3 separate regions of the Mus musculus genome follow, and all the other regions are linked to region 3. A link is a contact called in public Hi-C data. All regions are on one chromosome and are shown on one strand. Each heading gives the region's core, a stretch centred on a gene start, on an enhancer-like site or on the middle of the called end of the contact. The rest is flanking DNA. Distances are from core to core; before and after follow the strand shown.

Region 1 (2,700 bases), core at 59-2,558, 340 kb after region 3:
ACTGAGATTTTGTTCCGTTCCTTCATTTTAGCTTCTCCTTTTGCCTTTGCAGATGTACAACACAGAGACGATCAATGAATAATTGAAACCTAAGTGAAGGCCTGCTCAAGAGACAAGAGAATCTGAGATATTGGGTAAGTCCCTGAGCTAAGAACAGTCTTGCCTGGATATGCTGTGTCTACTTCTCTCAAGAGAGATGTTGGCTTTTATTCTCATCTGAGGAAACCAGTGTTCCTGACAGGTTGTTTTGAGAGTGGACTCTTGACAGCTGTGTTCCATCAAGCATTTCCACATGGACACAAAGATCCCTGTTTGGGCCTGTGGTGAGTGTGTCAGCAGATCTATGTAATTGGGAACCATGCTTTTTGAATGGAAAAGAAAGTGTCTGGACATAGAAATATGTCTCTGATTATCCTCCTACCACTCTGCATGAACAGGTTTGCAGGCATTTCTTTCCTAGCTCACTGGTTTATTAAAGTGATCCCTGTCAGGTGGAGGCAAGTCAACCAACACAGGCAATAAGCCTGACTTGCTCAGGGATGTGACAGATAAGGTTCCTGGGATAGCCTCTCTGTGGATATCTGACTTATGTCAATGAAAGCATATTTTATATAAAAATTATAATCACAAAAGGAACTGATTGGCTTTACTTAAAAATACGGTGGAGGCCGTCCTGCCATTTGTCTTAAGGTAATACAGGCACAGCAGAGGTGGCACTCTCACCCTTGACAAGCCAGTCACTGAGTTCCTGATGCTGCTGCTTGAGGAACTCAAGTATTTCTAAAGGGAATCCTAAGTAGGAAGCAGCTACACTGGAGGAGGGGATGGTGAGAAAAACATGGGTCGGCATGCATAGCTATGCTCATATTCAATCTGAGAGTGTCCAGGATCACTGCAGAATTTCAAAGCTAGAAGCCTGAAGAAATATTAGCAATTAATTAGCGGCTGAGTTCAGAAAAGCCACTGTAGTCTCCGATGGTCTAATTCTTCAGGAAAGAAACAAAGCATTTCCATTCGCTGCTGAGAAGCACCCCCGTGCAGTCTGGAAGGGGCATTTTGTTGAAGGCTGGCACTTGCAAGAGGGTAGTGATTCATATTATGAAAAAAACTAGACATTTTTTTTTAAAGACACAACTTGGTAACTAATTTTTGTCTCTCCCTGTCAGGGTAACCGTTTGAATGTTAATTTAATTTTACAGAATATCATTTATGTAAATGTAATTAGAAAGGAAACATGATCTGGAGATGTGCAGCACCAAAGAAAATTTATTACTCCAAGGGGTATTGCTCTAATCACTCAACTGCAATATCGAGTTTCCCCAGATTTAATCTAAAAGCAATAAATTACAAAAGGCTAATGCCCTGCCCAACAACAAGCTGTCAAGAACCCACGTTTCAGGGAAGGAAACCAGAAGGAGGAAGAGGTGGGAAGGCCTGACTTCATCTTAGCAACAGGCTATCAGCGACTTCATATTTCTTGATATGAAACTTGATACAGACCACATTGCTAGGGAAGAAGAAAAAATAAAAAGGAGTCATTCCAAACCAAATTAAAAAAAAAAAGTTAAAATGTGTGTGACCTCCACTGTTTTATAGCTTCTTTTTTCTAAAGTGTGATAGGGGGATATGCTTTTGTTAAAAACAAAACAACAATAACAACAACAAAACACTGTTACAAATCAAATACTGGAAACTCAGAGTTCATCATTCATCAAGAACAAAGGAAGGTGAATCCAAGAAACTTGCAACAGACCCGGTTCTTTGCCTCATGGAGCTAAGAAAAGGAAAGACACAGTTTGATGGATGTCAGGGCCCGTGTTGCATTGCGTTATGTACATCCTGGGAAGCCAGTTCTCTCGGAGAACCTTGCCAACACCAAAGAGCTGAGCCTGGAAAAGGAAGCCTCCCATCTCCTCTCTTCTTCATGTTTAGTCAAAGGTTATGACAGAAATAACTAGGCTGAGGGTTAGCTCCGTGTTATGCAAGACACATACCTGAACTCAAAAATTATTGGGGCTATCTGGTCGTTTTTAAGGTATTCAACAACTGTCACAATGGAGAAAGAAATAAAACCATCAATCTGGCTGCCCAAAGGAAACCTTTAATGAAGTGTTTAAAAATTCCACTGCCTGAGTTCTACCACAGAGCAATTAAATTAGGAGTCAATATGGTTAGGACTCAGGCTTGGGCATGTTTTAAAAGCAACCTTTGTGATTTTAATGTGTAGACCACAAAGAAAATGACAGCCTTCGATAAAGCTGGCTGGCATGCAATGGGAAACAGTTTTGAAGGGGTAGGGGTTCTGTAGGTTACTCTGTCACAGACACATCCCCGTGGATGGAGATGTCTGAGATGCAACAAAAGACAACTGTGAACTCTGATCAGTTGGAAAGAGCAGTCTACAGCAGCCGGCTAGGAGGGGAGTAGTGCTGGCAAGCAGAGCCCAACGATTTCAGTGTGGTTTCAAAACTTAGACTTCTTCTACTCTGTTTTTCGTGCCTAACAAGCATCCCAAGGGTGTAACCTGCCTCACCTCCTTTGAGCTGGGAGCAGAGCAATATCATTAGGGGGAAAAGGCAAGTCCTGAAATAAACTTTATATTCCTTTCATTAGCAATAACTACCAACGTTTTGTTGCTTCTATATTTTCATCCTGGAATTTTATACATGGGCTGGGCCATTTCGTTTGGAAAGGGGCGAA
Region 2 (2,700 bases), core at 159-2,658, 300 kb after region 3:
CCATTTAAACCTCATGAAACCAAAGTTCCTGGTACCAAACATGAAGCTAAAGCATTGGTGTGTGCTCTGCTGAGTTTTGCCCTTGGGTTTGTTCAGTACTTCCTCATTATGTCTATGCTCTTCCATCACGAGATGAGAATATTCATCCTGTGCTGTTGTCTGTTAGAAGTATGTAATATGCCTTTTGATTTTGCAGGGAGTCCTAGTCAAGAGATTGCTTTGGTTTTAGAAGGGACTTTAGACTTTCAAGACTGTTAAAGAATGTGAGACTTTTAAAGTTGGACTAAATATACTTTGCAACATGATATGTCCACAAGTCTATGGGAGCCAGGGAATGGAATGTAGTGGTTTAAATCAGAAATGTCTTTCATGGACTCAGGTATTTGAACACTGGTCTCCAGTTAGCTAAGCTGTTAAAGAAGGATGTACAGCCTTGGTTGAAGAAGCACATTGCTGAGGGTAGCTTTGAGACCCCATGGCCTCACTCCACATCCCCTTTGCCCTCTCTGCTTTCTGTGTGAAATTGAAGAAGTAGTCTCTCAGATCCTGACTGACTACTTTCTGACATGCCTCCCACACCACGATGGACTTTTCTTCTGGACCTGTAAGCCAAAATAAACTGTTACATTATCTTGGTCATGGTGTTTTATCAGCAACTGAAATGTTACTAAGCAACTCTAATGAAAAATATCAACCTCTGTGATAAAAACTAAAGTAAAACATCTGATTTTAGATGCTTTCATGTTTACATAATTTCAAAGGATAAGTCAAAATTAAAAATCATAAACTTAAAGCTAAAAACATATAACAAACTGATCCTGAAAATTATTAAATAGGAATAATTATAAGAATAAATATTTGTGAATTGGGGAATAAACATTTTAAAAGTAAATCAAAATCTTATACTATAGTAAAACAAAAACCAAAAATACACCAAGACATTATATTCAGAGGAAACAATTTTCAATTGAATAAATAGTTCCAGATAAAAGCAAAAAGAATTGTATAGTTCTATATTGAAAACTAAAAAAATCTGAATGTACATCCACTAGGGAACCATTAAACCAGAGGCATCCATCCATACCAATAGTATAGTCAATATAATGATAACAGCAGAAGGCATTTGCAAATATTGAAGGAGGCTCATGATGTGTCGTTAAAGCAATGGCAAAATTAAAGGGACAGGAGAAGACATGTTAATCTTGCTTGTACGTCACATGATAAGGTCTGCATTGGAGAATGATGTCAACCCAGAGCTATATGTATGCATGGCTCTCCCTGTGCACTAGCCCAATGGTGTACTGAAGACAGGAACAGACAGCAGCCCTTAGTTAAATCTGTCCTGCTGTAATCATCACAGAAAACAAAATCATACAATTCTCTGGAACTGCTTTCTGCTGAGGTTGCCCTGAGGTTCCGGCTCCTTCTATAGGACAGTGGATTTCTCATTCAACACCCAAGCAATGATCTATCCTTTTTTTTTTTTTTTTTTTTGTAACATAGATGTGAATAACTTATAAGATATTCTTCCATTTCCCAAGGAAACCAAATCCAGTGGAAACACCAGGTTTAACTCCAGAAGAAAAGAAAAGCAACTCACAAACGAAGAATGAGAGCAGCTAATGTGGATGGGCCTGGTGCTGTTTGTCTTCTGGTGCTAATTCTGCTCTCCTGGGAGAGGTTGCAGACAAGGAGTGAGTCACATACCCAAGTGACTTCTTGTGAACCAATCCCCTGATGAATAAAGGAGCCAATCACTGGGAGAGTAGGAGGGACTTCTGGCTTGGACAGAGAAAAAGAGGAAGGAGAGAGTTAGGGCGTTTTTTGGATGGGGATTAACATGAGGACAAGATGTAACTATGAGTGTCTCCCGGTTTCAATGGCAGATCCATCAGGCTTTGACATCAGAGGATTTCGATTTAAGAAGGCTCACAAGATTAGGATTTTAGTTGCTGCGCCCAGCAATTGGGTTGCCATCATTTCTGAACTAAGTTTGTGTTGTGTTTTACTTCTCGCAGCGTCTTGTCTGGGTTCAAGAGAGAAAGTTATGACAGCAAAGCATGGGTTTGCCTGTGGGGGATGTGAAGCATGGGCTTGGCATGGTGGAGAGATTGTGGAGTTCTGAATCAGAGTCTCCATGAGATCAAAACAGGTCAGCCATTGCTTGCCAGTGCCCGGCCTGCCAGGGCAGAGGCACAAGCGTGGGAACATGCTGGTTCCTTTTTAATATTTCCCACAACAAGCAACCAAGGAAACAGGATGCAAACATCCCAGTAATGGAGATTTAAGGAGAGAAAAAAGAAAAGCTTAAAAATTTCTAATCAGTATTCTTGATATCTTGATATGATTGGTGAGAAAGTGCTTTTCTTGATGGGCATCTGTGTTACAAGAGTATTTCACGGGAAGTGGGATGTATGGCCCATAGATTTAAAGCATAATGGATTGTGTCAACACATAAAATACTACAGAAACTGAGTGAGAAAAGTAGAAGACAGTAAAAATGCCTAAACCAGAGGAAAACCATATATGTATTTACAGGATGAAGTGAATGAGTGGTCAGTTACTAGCAGCTGTAGAAGAAGGAACTGCTAAGCACTTTACAGGAGGCGAAAAAAGTAAGGGAAGAAACATCAATAAATAACCTGAGCTAGAGGAAGAAGTTTATCAAAAGTTTATCAAAGTTTATCAAAGATCTAAATA
Region 3 (2,700 bases), core at 148-2,647:
GAAGGCTTGCTGTACCTTTAGACCGTATGCCTTGACTTTTGTGCCTCATGTACACAGATGCTGTCTGTCTGGTGCTACACAGGCAGCTCTTGCTTGATTGCTCTGGAGTGTCTGCCTCATCTGCAAAATGAGTGAAATAAAAAAACCCAAGTCAGAATAAGAACTGAGAGAGTGTGAAAGCCACACTTGGGTCACTGAGTCATTGAAAGCTCCCTCTGTTCACGTGTTCCTCCCTGTCACTGCCCTGATGTCACCTAATCCCTTCTGATTTTACTTATTTTGAATTAAAAAAATTAAAAATCCCTTGCATTTTACCCATTTTTTATTAAAGTCACTTTTAAGCTATGTCTTCCAAATGTGCCTGTGGCTTCCTGTCTTAGCAATGTATATGCATTAAAAGTACAGCAACAAATTTCCTTCAGTTCGGGTTTTGTTAAAATACTTTGAATGACAATTCAAACACATTCATCTGTATTTGAAAACTTGATCTGATTAAACTTGGTTTTCACATCTTATATTTGCCAAAGCGTGCTTCATTTTGTGGCTATTTTTTGTTTTTTGTTAGTCTGTTTGTTTTGTTTTTTCAGTGATTGATAAGCTGCTTTGAGAAGAAAACTCAGGACCAGGCTTCATTCCAGGCCACTCAGCCAAAGCCTGGTGTCTTCATCGCACAATCCATGTCTTCTGCCTCAAGATGAAGGGACTCACTCACCGAAGGCTTAAAATGAGGTTTAAGCAAGCACACTTTTCATGCTAAACAAAGCATGCCATCATTTTATTTTACAAGTTATGGGTGTGCTTTTAATAAACTCACCGTCACACACACATACAAAGAAATAAATAGATTTGTTCTGCTTAAACCGGCATACAAAGAGCTTGGAAGGAAGGACAAAAAATCTTTAACACCTCTTAGGCAATGGAAGGGAACTTCACACTTCAGCCTCATGTCAAGAATGTGTGATAACAATTTGACAGGTAGTAAGTGGATTCTGTCCCAGGCCTTGCAGGGAGATGACCCTGGAGCATAATGGTGTGATCTGCAGGCCCTTAGCTTCCTGCCCAGCAGGGGGTAGCCAAGTGCCGGCAACCGGGAAGCAATTCAGTCCTGCAGGAAACAGCCTCCCAGCTAGAAATAGCCCTCTGATTGTAGAAGCCAGCTCTTCTGATTAATGCCAATACTTGAATTATTTGTTCCAAAATAGCTACTCATCCGAGGCCTATCTTGGGATCTGGAGCTTAGGCGACTGTGTCCTTTGAAAAGAGATTTTAAAAAATAAAGATAAGTTATTTACTTGCCCAAGACTTCAACTGAATATTGGGCTGTAAAGGCAGGAGGATTTCATTTTCCTGTTTGAGTCTTCTTTGTCTTCCCCAGTGTGCTAAGGGTATGAGTTTCCACAGATGTGGATAGGCAGGTCTGGTCGGCTGCCCTGGCTCTTTGAGTGCATGGCTGCTGGTAGGAGAGCTTAGCCACTGTCACAGGACATCTCCTCAGAGAACCTGGGAGCCAGCCGGTGACAGAGCTGAGGAGCCAAGGTGATGACTGACAGGAGAGAAGACAGGAGAAAATTCTCCAGTAGGAAAAAGGATGTGTGTTGGGGAGGTGGGAGTGGGGTGGTGGGCTGAGAGGTGACTGCAGAAAGGAGCAGCATCCTGCTGTCGGCCTGTCTGCTGCTCCAGCTACTTGCTGACTGACCTGCCTACTCAGAATGGGTCCTTCTGGCCTTCACATACTCACCTTGTTGCTTCCCGCTCAGGCCATTTTCCGTCAGTGCTGCGTTTCTTTGTTGTTGTATTTTTTTCCCAGTTCAATGAACCCTCACATTATGGGTTTCTGTTGTCATTCTAACCTCTAATACACAACCATTACGTCTTATCTCGTCTTCTAAATTACTTCAAAATCCAATTACAAAACCCTTTCTCCTCCAAGAGCACACAACTCTCCACATTACTGAAATGCCGGGCTTTGCTTTGTCTTTCTAAATTAATAATAGCTACCATTTTCCGTCTGTTCTTTCCGAGGGATTCGGTTATATCACCACATAGACTAACAAAATGCCGATTATGATTCTTTTGCCTTTTTGATGGGCTACAAAAAAGCTAAAGATAATTTCCCAAATATTCATAAAAGATCTGTCAGTTTTTAGAATCAACTTTTTGAAACTCAATCTCTAAAGAAGACAGCATTTTAAAATCAGTTAAAATTTAAATTAAATCAGCCAGATTTTCACCCTTGATTTACATTGCAGAAGCCAGTCTCTTCCAAAGGTTTTAGACATTTGAATAGGTCTGTTTGTTTTCACAGTGATTTTAATAACACAAGTGAATATTTAATCCAATCAATGTCATCGTAATTTTCTCTAATCTAAGGAAAATGGCTGTCTTAAAGGCAAATTTAAATTTTAGTGAATTATAAAATATTTTGGTAAAAGTGAACATGCCAAGAACATTTTAGGAGAAACTTTTAACACATTGAGAATATGCATTTTTGTTTGTTTCTTTTCTTTTGCCTTGATTCTTCTGACAGAGGAGAGGCATAATTGTGACTCATATTTGGAAATTGCTTTTAGAAAATGATTTTCAATTCAAATCTAAATTTAGCTTCGGAAATATTACTTGTTTAAATGTTTTATAATCACAAACATGAAGCAGAACTGTAACTTCTCTCTCTCTCTCTCTCTCTCTCTCTCTCTCTCTCTC

Evidence for each region. Hi-C and Micro-C count contacts between places; a contact is called where the count stands out from the background.
Region 1: a Hi-C map of the N1E-115 cell line shows a contact between it and region 3, with 5 times the contacts expected there. The contact joins two enhancer-like sites. A contact is called at or near these places in 3 of 484 Hi-C or Micro-C datasets (the N1E-115 cell line, embryonic fibroblasts and nephron progenitors) and 1 of 115 datasets of contacts at active chromatin or transcription factors (vascular smooth muscle cells).
Region 2: a Hi-C map of the N1E-115 cell line shows a contact between it and region 3, with 4 times the contacts expected there. The contact joins two enhancer-like sites. A contact is called at or near these places in 3 of 484 Hi-C or Micro-C datasets (the N1E-115 cell line, embryonic fibroblasts and uterus).

The regions. Positions count from the first base shown.
Region 1 is chr11:18,488,688-18,491,387 of GRCm38.p6, forward strand. All of the region lies in intron 1 of Gm12022 (predicted gene 12022), which reads right to left. Among named protein-coding and RNA genes, the nearest start is that of Gm12022, 3.2 kb to the right of the region's middle. Within about 2 kb of position 1,309, at least 2 of the 459 cell types and tissues checked have an H3K27ac peak or open chromatin away from gene starts, as enhancers often do. A contact at or near this core is called in the N1E-115 cell line, where this site is marked.
Region 2 is chr11:18,454,548-18,457,247 of GRCm38.p6, forward strand. No RefSeq gene overlaps it. Among named protein-coding and RNA genes, the nearest start is that of Gm12022, 37 kb to the right of the region's middle. Within about 2 kb of position 1,409, at least 2 of the 459 cell types and tissues checked have an H3K27ac peak or open chromatin away from gene starts, as enhancers often do. A contact at or near this core is called in the N1E-115 cell line, where this site is marked.
Region 3 is chr11:18,150,909-18,153,608 of GRCm38.p6, forward strand. No RefSeq gene overlaps it. Among named protein-coding and RNA genes, the nearest start is that of Gm12018, 56 kb to the left of the region's middle. Within about 2 kb of position 1,398, at least 19 of the 459 cell types and tissues checked have an H3K27ac peak or open chromatin away from gene starts, as enhancers often do. A contact at or near this core is called in the N1E-115 cell line, where this site is marked.